Regions from separate parts of the Mus musculus genome. Here region 2 is linked to region 1. The links are chromatin contacts, called in public promoter capture Hi-C maps. All regions are on one chromosome and are shown on one strand. Each heading gives the region's core, a stretch centred on a gene start, on an enhancer-like site or on the middle of the called end of the contact. The rest is flanking DNA. Distances are from core to core; before and after follow the strand shown.

Region 1 (6,289 bases), core at 1,351-3,850:
TATTAGTGCTATACAACAATGTTAATTTTACTGTAAAAGCTGATTAGAAACATACTTTAACAATTTATTCTAATTATAATTAGATATTTGTTGACTGCTAAATTCTAACAAAGCAAAAAAAAAAGGTTATTTCTTAATTTTAGAAAGATCTCAGCACTTCTGCTCAGTCTTTTTTATTATTATAAAAATATAATAATAATAATATTCCAAAGCATGCTCGTGAAGGCCAGAGGACTACGCTGTGTAGTCAGTTCTCTCTTTCTGTCTCTACATGAGGTCTAGGGATCAAAGTCAGGTAGCCAGGTCTGGGGAGGCCCCTTAACACACTGACCCCGTTCATCAGCTTCTCTGTTCAGCCTTAAAGTGCAACCACAATAATTTGTATTTTTAGAATTCACTGAACATGATGATCTACCTGAAAGAGCCAAACTAAGAGAATTCAAAGATTCATCAAAACAATGGTAAATTCAAAGAACAAAATGAACAAATTCACTGTAATCAAATGAAGATGTGTAATCAAAGAGATGTGAGCAATATGCCATTTTTTGCCTAGCAACAAGAGGAAACACTTTATTTTTAATTGTAATATTTAAGTCTCCAAGCACTCAGACTGCTGACCAGAACTTCCCAAAGACTAGGTTAAGAAACTGATAATTAAGGTCTTTTAAATGTCGGCTGTATAATTAAATCCTGCTCATCTTCTAGGAACAAACCCTAAGGAAACAGAAGACTAAGCCTTAAGGACAAAGCTGTTCTTTTAAAATCAGTAAAAACATTAAAATGTTAAAAAGCAAGTTTTTGTTTCATTCATCCTACCAAGTCCTGCCAAATCATTAACTACATTTATGGATACACATCCACGATGTTTTCTAAACACAAAACAAGACACTGTATGAAAAATGTTAGGTAAAAATGCAAAAAGATTGTTTACTATTGTGAATAGAATGACAGATTTTTCTTTATTTTTATTATCAAATCTTTCTATAATTAAAATATACAAAATATATAAATATATTTAAATATAAAATGTTTAAAACCAGGAAATATTATCAAAGCCTTTTATATCATATTTATGCAAAATGCCGGATATAAGTTAACAATACAAATAGCAATGTTAATAACCTACGCACACAGCCCTCATCAGCTGTTACCAATAGATAGCATGACATCAGGAAATATGTGAAAGCAGCCCCTAGTGAAAAGATTCACAGAGGAAATAAAGAAAAAGTTGAAGCTGACGTTTACTTCCTAAAACTAGATTGTTCTAAATTGTTTCAGTCTAGGAAAGTAACAAATTAATATATATATATATATATATATATATATATACTCAGAAACAGTTGCCACAAATTTTCTCTACTCAGAATCATAAAGAATAAAACTTTTCAAAAAAAAAAAAAAAAGTATCCCCAAACTCACAAACTCCACATTTCTTTTCATCACTCTCCTTAGCTAACTAAAACGAAGTTGGTGGGGGGGCGGGGGGGGAGGTGGAATAAAGCAAACTGAGCAGAGCAAGGTAGGCGAATGCCTAGAATCCAAATTCTTGGAAGGCTGAGGCAGGAGGCTCTAAAGTTTGCAGCCAGCCTGGGTTACAAACCTGACTGCCTTGTCTCACCGCCACTAAAATTAGTCTGACTTCACAAGGCATCAAACAACGCCCCCAGCCCCGCCCCACCTCCTCTATTTGGAGTTTGCCAAAGCAAAAGTTCGAAACAGAGCTTTTATTCCGGTGTGAATTCACACACACACACACACACACACACACACACACAGAGTTCTCACCCAGCCCACAATTCACACACACACACACACACACACACACACACAGAGTTCTCACCCAGCCCACTCAACCCAAGTCTGCAGGACTAAACGATGGAGGCAGGCAAGCTACAGCAGGAATGCCTGCTACACCAACAGAGCTGCACAAACACACCTGTCTGGTGGCTGCCAACCTTTGTCTAGTGCCAAAACCGAGGCGCCCCGCATTTCAAATAAATCCTAGCCCGCCTACCTCACTCTGTAGCTTAAGCAAACCCAGCACGTCCCCAGCCCGAGCCCGTGCGAGGCGCCACCGCACCCTTTCCCAGTGCGGGGCCCGGACCCCGCGGAACGCATTTCCGCTCGGACCGAACCCCACCGGACAGCCCGTCCCCGTCCCCGGTCCCCGTCCCCGCCCCAGCCCCAGCCCCCGCCGGCCGCGCCCCCGCGCCTCCCGCCGACTCCCCCCGCCCGCCAGCCTCGGAAAAGTGCAGCGCGCGTTCTCCGGGCGCCTCACCCTCGGGCAGCTCCACGGTGCGCGCGCGGCGCAGCGAGCGCGTCAGACGGTTGAGCTGCTCCATCGCTCTCTCCATCCTCGGCGCGGCCTCCGCGAAGCCCCCGCCGCGCCCGCGGCCTCCGCGACCCGCGCCCTACATCCCCGCACAGGCCGGGAGAAGGAGCGAGCTCGCTGCGGCCGGCGCCCAGGAACGCTAGGATGCTAAGCCGAGTCAGTCCGCCGCACCGACGGCTGCCAACCAGACCGCGCTGGGGTGGGCACCAGCCGCCGCCTCCGCTCGCTCGCGCCTTTCCTGCCGCGGCCCCGCTTCCCTCCTGGGCTCGCGAAGCCTTCTGGGAACTGTAGTTTCGAGCTGGCTGGGCCGCACTCCCCGACGGAGCCACGCCTCTATGGCATCTATGTGGTGATCTGTAGGTTAGACTGAGCAATTTGTGGAAATACTTTGTGGGCTTTCACGCGCCCTCACGTTCTTCCCTCCAAAGTTGTATAAGAGCATCCTCCCTCGGTTCTAACACACCCCAGTAAAGCAGATTAGAGAATTTCAGTTATTCCTAAATTCATCACCACCAAGCTAAAACAGATGTACTTTTCTATAAACAAATGCCTTAACTATCCTGCTTACAAATTAAATTTTGAACAGTAATAAAACTCAAGTTCGAAAGCAAAATTGTAGGTTTTTTTTTCCTTTATTGTGACTTAACAATGCCTTGTTTCTCTTGCTGAGTACATTTCTAAGAACAAGGACACAGCTCTATCGTATGCCCCGTCATATATATCCCTGTACTTAGCACAGAAAATGATGCCAACTCCAAACTTTGAGGAAAATCTAAGTGACAAACAGGAAAAACAAATGTTAATTTGGTAAAATGCAATCTCAGTTCCCATGACAGGCCCCAGTGGGCGAATCAAAGACTTCAAAGCTGGGCATGATAATACATACAGGTTATTCCCAGCACTCAAGAAGCAGAGGCAGATGGGTCCTGAGTTTGAGGTTAGCCAGCACACACAATGGAGCCCCGTTTTAAGATGATGGAGGTATGAGCTTTGAGCCTACTACATGTAGCCCAGGCTAGCTTTGCATTTGATGTGTAGCTAAAATGACTACATTCTTTGTCTCTACCTCCCCAGGGCTAGGATCTGTACTGCAGCCCTGAAGGGAAAGACTTCCCCTTCACAAGTGTTACAGCTCTGCTCCGGGCTGCAGGAGGGGGGAGTTTTCCCAATACAAGTGTAACAGCTCTCTGCTCCAGGAGAGGATGCTCCAGTGAAAGGGTTACATCTTTACTAGAGAGGGATCCTGGCAATCCAGAGCCAAAGAATACCACAAAGTCACATCACACACAAGACCTCACACAAGAGGTTTAGTAGAAAGGCAAAACCCAAGAGAGTGGCTGCCACTGCTCCGATGAAAAGCAGCAGGGAACTGAGCAGAAGGCAGGGCTTATATAGGCTTATATATTTATCTTATATAGGATTGTTGGGGCTTGGAGGTGGAGCTTTCCAAGCCAAGCTTGGGTGAGCGCAGGGGTTGGTGGGTTTTGCTCTTCAGAGATTAGTGGGTTTTCTTGTTCAGGGACTGGTGGGTTTTCTTAACCCTTTTGTCCCACACTCACTACCACACCTGGTAGACACAAAACCTCAATTATGACAAAAATGGTTTAATAAAATTTAAGTTGGAATTAGAACAATGGCTCTACAGCTAAAAGCACTGGCTACTTTTCCAGATAACCAGATTTGCTTTCCACATAGTAGCACAGGGCCATCTGTAATGCCAGTTCCAGGAGATCTGATGCTCTACTCTGGCCTCCAGGCACTGCATACAAATGGTGCACAGACATATAAGCAGGCAAACACATAAAAACTTAAAATATATATTTTTTTTCAGGGACTGGAAAGGTGGGTCAGAGGTAAAAAGCATGTTCTACTCTTGCAAAGTTTGGTCCCCAGCACCCACCTGGTACCCCACCTGGTACCCCAAATCTAATATAGTCCAGCTCTAGGGAATCAAACATACTTTGGTGTCCATACCCATGCAGAGAACACAGAATCAAGAATAAAATATCTGGGCCTGGAGAGATGGCTCAGTGGTTAAAAGCACTGAATGCTCTTCCGAAGGTCCTGAGTTCAAATCCCAGCAACCACATGGTGGCTCACGCCATCTGTAATGAGACCTCGTGCCCTCTTCTGGTGTGTCTGAAGACAGCTACAGTGTACTTATAAATAAATAAATCATTTTTTAATTATCTTTTTAAAATAGTTTAAGGGGCTGAAGAGCTGGCTCAGCAATCAAGAGCACTGGTGCTTGCTATTGCAGAGGACCCAGGTTTGCTCTCCAAAGCCCACCTAGTGACTTAACTGTCCTTAGTCTAGTTCCGGACACTCAGATGATCTCCTCTGGCTTCTGCAGGCATTGCATGCACATTGTACACTTACCAGCAAACAGAGCACTCACCCATACAATAAAAGTAATAAATCAAGACTTCAAACAGGCAAACATTTAAAAATCTGAAGTGTGAATCAATCCAATCTGTGGTGAACATAAGAATGACGACTGAAAATGAAAAATTAAGGGAGGAGGCCTCTCTCGTCTATCATCACCAGCGCTGAGAGATGCTGGAGTGCGTGAGGAACAAAGGAATGGAGATTCTCACCTTGTCTCTCAAAGAGGCAAAGCTTCCCTTGCAGTGAGTTCATCAGTGTAAGAACAAATCTTGCCTGATCACCTCCTTTTTAGAAAGAGATACTCTCTGACCTTTGTGCAGAGTCTAAAGAGGAAGAGGGTGGCTGGCATTGGTGTCCCTTCCCAGGGAGGTTCTAATCAATTCCAGCCTACATGTGACAGTCACTTGTGCTACAGGCTCAAGGCAGAGCTTCATCATCTTTACTTAACCAGTTAGTTTGGATGAGACCCAAACCTGTCTGGCAGGTTTAGAAAACCCAAAGCTTCAAAGGAAGGACAAAGGCAATAGGCCAACCAAGGTGGTGCTCAAACTTTGCAACCTGGTATCAAGTGAGAATGTTCTGGCTCTGTGTCCTCCTTAAAACATCCAACATGTCAGCTTCCTGTGGTGCGTTCATTAGCTTAGAATGCTCAAGACCCAGGACTTGGTTTTCATTACACACACACACACACACACACACACACACGCATATTAAAGGATAGAAGGCTTGGTGCTTCAGAGTCCCTGGCTACCCTTGCAGAAAACCTAGACTCAGTACACAGAATCACGTGGTGGTTCACAATCATCCATGACTTCACTTACAGGGGATTCAGCACATTCCATGAGCACTAGACACAAAGGCAGTGAGTATACATACGAAAATATACTTAAACTGATAATGAACTTAAAAAATAAATAGAAGGAAAGGAAAGCCTGTTTTGGTGCCAGGTCTGATAAAGCATGACCTACTACTGCCCTGGTGTGAGCCCAGAGGCTCCAGGTCAGTCTGGGCAACAGAGTGGAAGCCTGTCTCAAAACAACCGGTAAGAAGGAAGGATTGCACTGTTACATGAAAAATTAGTCCCTCAACACTTATCTCTGACAAGATGCAGTCATTCCATGGACTTTATGTAGAACACCTCCAAAGTCCTCTAGGCATTAAGCCCAGACATAGATTATGTAAACAGGGGTAGATTCCAAGCTGACTTCATTGTAAGCACTGTTCCCCAAGTTGGTCACTGTTTATTACATGACTGGGAAATACAGAAAAAAACTTACAGAAGAGTAGACTGGTAATTTGAAAATCTATAATATAGAGCAGTCTCCCACATAGCTCAGTTTGGAGTGTGTCTTAGTTAGGGTTTTACTGCTGTGAACAGACACCCTGACCAAGGCAACTCTTATAAGAGCAGCATTTAATTGGGGCTAGATTACAGATGCAGAGGCTCAGTCCATTATCATCAAGGCAGGAACATGGCAGCATCCAAGCAGGCATGGTGTAGGAGGAGCTGAGAGTTCTAGATCTTCATCTGAAGGCTGCTAGGAGAAGACTGGCTTCCAAGAAGCTAAG
Region 2 (6,289 bases), core at 1,629-4,128, 230 kb before region 1:
CTGAGTAAAGGGACCTTCTGAAAGAAAACAAAGATATTACAATTCAGCAATGTGTGTAACAGAAACAGAACCATCTTTAGAACAGCTATATATTTTCTGTACTCTAGGAACATGTCCAGTGAACACTTAAAGGTGTCACTGTTCCATATTAGAATTTTTTGTTTGTTTGTTTTTGTTTTTCGAGACAGGGTTTCTCTGCATAGACCTGGCTGTCCTGGAACTCACTCTGTAGACCAGGCTGGCCTTGAACTCAGAAATCTGCCTGCCTCTGCCTCCCAAGTGCTGGGATTAAAGGCATGCATCACCACAGCCTGGCCCATGTTAGAAATTTAATATCAATATATACTTATATCAAAATTTAACATGAATTTATTTCTAGAGAGAATCTCTTATAAGCAACACCTGTCAATAAAATGCCGATGGCCAATGAGCTGAAGCAGGAAAAAGGAGGTGGGACAATGGCAGGAAGAGAGAGGATTCTGGGAAATAGGAGAGATATAAAGGAGTGAATAAGGGGAGATGCTAGGGGAGACACTGAGGAAGAAAGAGGTCAGGACAGAAGGAGAGGTTACAGGCTGTGTGGAAGATATAAAATAGTTTGGATGGGTTAAATAAGTTACAAGCTAGTCAGAGAATGAGTCAAGGCTCGTAGCAAAGACATTTATTAATAAATAATTAGTCTCAGAGTCTTATTCTTGGAGAAAGGCCTGGAAAGGAAAAGCAGTTTTATTTATTTTACATTTTTTCTGAAAGCTTTTGTGACCATGCCGTTTGTTGATGGTGTACCCTGCTTCCTGGAATGGGAGAATACTGCACTTAACTGCCCAGGCAAAAGAAGTAGATCTATATGAACTGCTGTGGTCAATCAAATGGGAAGTGGATGTTTTCTTTCTATCAAAAAGAGTGAAGGTTGGAGTTAATTGTCAACTTGACAGAATCTGGCGTCGCCTGGGAGAAGGGACCTTGAGCATGGGTGGGACGGGTGTCTAGATTATGTTGTGTTGCAGGAAGATCCACTGTGGGTCTTACACCTGAGAAAGCAGAAGTGACTGAGCACTAGCATGCATGTGTCTGCCCCTTCCGCTTTGCTGCTTTTCTGCAATGTGAAGAGCTACCTCAGTCTCTGCTGCTGGGACTTCCCCAACATGCTAGCCTATACCCTTGAACTGTGAGCTGAAATAACCCTCCTTAAGTTCCTCTCATCATATCCCCCGTGTGTCAGACACCATGGGGCAAAACTAAAGCAGGATAACACTCTTGAGAAAACGGTTGTCGAGGCTATAGGGATGGCTCTGCAGTGAAGACCACTGAGGGCAGGACCATTGAGTTCCTAACAACTACGTGGCAGCACACAGTAACTCCAGTTCCAAGGGATCTGACACCCTCTTCTGGCCCCCTCAGATGCCAGGGGCATGCACAAGGTGCACATATGTTCATGCAGGCGAAACATACACCAACAAAACAAAAGCAAATAAATATTTTAAATGGTGATAGGCATGGAGAGACATGGACTTTGAGAGCAAGGGTACATTGTCACTCAAAACCCATCTGACACTGCCATTAATAACATAGCAAGACCTGAAACTTGGCCTAGAATTCTTCTCACTATAACATGCTATCAATAATATATTGATATATATAGCTTTCTGAAATAACAATCTACATGCAAAATGCCTTTCATATAATACTCTCAAAGGTCAGTTGCTGTTATTTCTGCTTTAACTGAAGAAACTATGGCAATGAGCCGTGCATGAACAGAAAACATCTCCACTTGGTCATCCTTGAAAAATGTGGTGTTAAAGTTTCCACTCACATTTTCGAGCTAAGCTATATGCCTGTACAGGAAATACAAATTATTAATAGCAGTTCCAGTATCTTATAAATGCAGAAAGTAATAAATATAAAAATGTTAAGTACACAGAGTCGATGATAGAGAGGATTTGTTTATTTGCACGATTTATGAAATTGTGACCTTGAAACTCTCATGCAAAAAAAAAAGCCATTAATCCCAATTTGTAAAGTACATGGGACCCACAGCAGGAGTGGTAATGTGGATAAAAGGCAATGTAAGAAGGCATAGACTGTCTTTTATAGCACATTTGTCAGCTTCCTTCCCATTAAGCCTGTTTTAAAAGGTGAGGTATATTTCTGACCCTAAAAAGTTAAAATTACTCACCCCAATCAATCTGGTATTGTACATTGAGATATACTGCCTTCTTCCACAAGTACTAAAAAATTTTATAAACCCTGAGGTAACCAGAGATGAATTTCTTAATAAAAATTCAATTTGTAAGGTTTCAATATTATTTACTTCTTGATTATAATTTGTGAGCCTTGCCCAATACAGCCACATAACTCCCTCCTCTGGCAGTGGAAGTTAAATTGATTGGGCCTGTTCACTAAATAACACATGAGCTGAACCATTTTTTTTTCTTCTCAAGTCTCTCATACTGCCTTGCTATTTACTTTCTGTCAAAATAATCCTTGCATGTCAGCCACCAGGCAAAACATAGACATCTATCTAAGAATTTTCCTCTCAGTTTAGTAAATGACTTTATATTGGAAAGTCTTTCTGCTCACGCAAAATTCACATAGAAGGGGAAAAAAAAGGTAACTCTGACATACCTGTTTCACCATTGTGGGAGGAAAAAATGCTGACACTGATCCTTGCTTCTCCCTCAGACCAAGGAATACGGCTTTATTTTGCACTTCCGGTGCTATTCATTCTCAATAGTAATCACCAGAGACTTAATTACACCTTCGTGTATGCCGGAGCAGAGGCATACAGTGTTAGTCCACAGGGTACTTGTGGGAGGGGCACATGGAGGCCCTGGAACTTTCCATTCTGCCTAGTTTCCTGGAATTCTGGCAGGACAACGGAAGTCCGCATGGATGCTGCACTGTTGGATGCTGGGAGCCTAAGAAGAAATCCCATTGTGTCCTCCCACAACCTTATCAGTTCAAGACAGAAATCCTCAGGCAGAGTCCGTTTCTCCAGCGAGGGACATTGCTTGGACTGAGAAGCCAGGCCACATGCGGGTCTGTAGTAGAATTGAAGCAAACTGTGCCCCTTGAACGACCTGTCTGACCAACTGTTAATCATTATCCAAACCTCAACAGAGGGGGGGAAATAACAATAAAGACCCTCAACTCTCACTGCACACGGTGGGATAAACGCAGGCAGCACCCAAGAGCCCAATAACACGGAGAGAGCAAAGCTGAAACTGGTATTTAATCTCTGGGGAGAGGAAAGAGGGCATAGAAAAGAGAGAACTCTAATTGAAACCGCACAGAAGCCCCCAGTCAGTGCTTCACGCTGACAGTCTCGAAGCCTGTGTGGAAATTGGCTTCACAGTCTTTGTTTCCTCTGGGCCACATGCTGCGAATCTGGTTACAATCATAGCTGTTATTAATCAGAACCGGGCTTGGGTTGCTGGCAAGTAAGTGGTACCAGGATGTAAGCTTTTATGTGCAGATACACAGGCTCCATTGACTTTGCCCTCAAATTCCCACATACTGCTCATCAATATGTACAGAATGCTCTCCAGAGCGGAACATCCAAGGCACGGGAAAGGCCAGGGAGACTGACCAGAGAAAGAAATTAGGAACGACAGATGTTTGACTTCTGCAAGGTCAGAGAGGCCGGTAAATAAGGTCCAGAAGCAGAGAGCCAAGGCTAGGGAGGTCTTGCCCATCAAACCTCGGCTCCAAAAGCACTGCAAAGTCACGTCCTGAGAGAAGATCAACAGCGCCTGAAGCAAGCAACTCTGGTGTCAGCCCAGAGCTCAGGTTCAAACACCTGGCTGAGAAGCCTCTGGCAAGAGATGACAAGTGTGGCTAAGTGGCAGACCATGTGCTCAGCATGCACAAGGCTCTGGAGTCAACTCCCAACACCAAATAAACAAACAGATAAATAAAAAGTTGGCAGAAAAGCCAAGCACTTGCTGGGGATTGGTGATTTACATAAAGGAGAGCAGCTTGGGAGTGGCTGACATATAAATTACATCTTTCTACAAATTCCCTGACTTCCTCCTCACCCCAACACCTACTAGTTGGCACAGCAGCATCTACACTCATTCTGGCTCTACCATATTCCCAGATCACTGGCTAGAGTGCTCACTTGCCTTTTTTCCTGGGTAGTTTCAGGTTCATTCTTACACATCAAACCAATATGGCTTCTTCAGTATGTGTCATGGCCAATTCCCCAACTGGGAGGAACCCCAGGTACGGACAAAACAGAGAATGGGAAAACCCCTCTATACATTTCTTATTAATACTTGTTTTTCTTGTAACACTCACATACACAAGATTACACAGGTGCATACCGGATGCACACAGAGACTCATACACCATAATTCGATGCTACCTGGAGAAACTAGTCATTAAAACATTCACCAGTGAATTGATTCTGTCTAGCCCACGCTGCTCAAAAACCTGCATTCCCTCCTCTCTCTTGTCGCAAGTTTGGCATATCCCCACCCAACCCCCACCCCCACCCGCTCTCCCCCCCCCCATCCCCCAACACACACACACACACTGCAGCTAAGGAGCACCACTCGTCACCTAGTGGCTGAAGGCACCATAAATTTATTCTTACATTCCTGGAGATGAGAAGTCTAAAGTAAATCTTAGGGGGCAAGATGTGTATTTTTGTCAAGCTCGTTCCCTCTGGAAGTTCAGAAGAGAACTTGTCCCTGCCAATTTTCATTTCCAGGGCCAGCGGGCTTTCCTTGGCTCATGGTTTCATGAGCCCAACCTCCTCTTCCAGTATGGCACCAGCTATACCCACCCTCATCTCCTGTCTTTCTTAAGGACCTCTGTGGTTGCATCAGATCCACCGGAATAGCCCAGAATAAGGTCTTTAAGATCTCAATATTCCTCTGGAAGCTCTCAGAGACTGAGCCGCCAACCCAAGAACGCACACGGGCTTGAACCAGACCCCCAACACCTATGTAGCAGAGGTGCAGCTCAGTCTCCATGTGGGCCCCCACCAACTGGAGGGGAGGCTCTCAATAAAGCTATAGCCTGACTACGGTATCCGTTCCCCAATAGAGCTACTTTGTCTGCCCTCAGTGAGAAAGCATACGCCTACCCTGGCTGAGATTTGATGCAACCAGGGCAGAGAGGGGTTGGAGGAGGGGTGGGGGCTCCATCCTCTCAGAGGAGGAGGGAAGGGAGATTGGAGGGAGGATCTCTGTGAGGGGGGAAGTCGACAGGGGAAAGTCAGCATTAATGCTAATTAATTAATTACTTAATTAAAAAAAAGAATCTCAAAATTCTTAACTCAGTCACAGTCGCAAAGTGCCCTTCAACATTCACAAGACCCAGAGCTTTGCTTGGGCCTGTCTTGTTATTCACTTTGCCACAGTAGTTCCAGATGTTACAAATGCCGATTTTAAAAAGCCTATCCATGCGAGAACAAGGTGATTGAAAAGGAAAACTGCTAAATTTGCAAAAATATTAACAATTCTACAGTCAACAAAAGTTATGGTTGAGAACTGACGGGATTACGGAGAATCGCTATGAAAAGAGTCCCACAGGAAAGCCCTTGACAGTTAAAGTAATAGGAAATGAGCAAGAAAATAACAGCTGGGCACAGAGAAGTAAAATTATTCCCATTCCACCTAACATAGGAAAAATGGTGAATCCCTCAAAGGTTTGCTCATGATGCAAAAATAAATATAAATAAATAAATAAATAAATAAATAAATGCACACTCATAAATTTGTCTTCAAACATCTTTTTACCAGAAATGAGTCAATCTTGACTCACTGACTCTGATCTTTTTGAATTACATTAATTTCATCCCAAAACAAAGCTTATTTTCACAGCTTTTGGATTTGACTTTTAAAATAACCGATTTTTTAAAAACATTTTTTACTATTCTCTAAAAATTTCAGTTCCTATTCTAAGTGCATTCTTTTTCAGCATATTTTTTTTCTTTCCTTTTTAAAAATTTATTTATTTTTATTTTATGTGCATTGGTGTTTTTCCTGCCTGTGTGTCTGTCTGTGTGAAGGTGTCATATCCCCTGGAACTGGAGTTATAGACAGTTGTAAGCTGTTGTGTGGGTGCTAGGAATTGAACCCAGGTCCTCTGGAAGAGCAGCCTGTGAGTGCGTGCTCTTAACCGCTGAGCCATCTCTCCAGCACCATTGTATATTTTCTAGTAAAAATCAGCCCTAGGAAAAGATGAGGGATGAAGGCAAACCTCTAGTAGATACCAAAATACCTGTAAAAGGCCCAGCTCTGAGAGCTGTGAGTGCAAGTCCAGACACCGTCCTAGACAC

The links. Promoter capture Hi-C pulls out the DNA fragments that hold promoters and counts their contacts.
Region 2: a promoter capture Hi-C map of pre-B cells shows a contact between it and region 1, with 2.8 times the contacts expected there. The contact joins the promoter of D030045P18Rik here to the promoter of Hace1 in region 1. A contact is called at or near these places in 3 of 39 promoter capture datasets (cranial neural crest, hippocampal neurons and pre-B cells) and 1 of 115 datasets of contacts at active chromatin or transcription factors (differentiating embryonic stem cells).

Annotation. Positions count from the first base shown.
Region 1 is chr10:45,574,140-45,580,428 of GRCm38.p6, reverse strand. Hace1 (HECT domain and ankyrin repeat containing, E3 ubiquitin protein ligase 1) reads right to left here and starts at 2,600. Exons shown (of 24, transcript NM_172473.3): 1 at 2,279-2,600. The coding sequence starts at 2,354.
Region 2 is chr10:45,804,293-45,810,581 of GRCm38.p6, reverse strand. It overlaps D030045P18Rik (RIKEN cDNA D030045P18 gene), which reads right to left and starts at 2,878. Exons shown (of 3, transcript NR_040624.1): 1 at 2,626-2,878.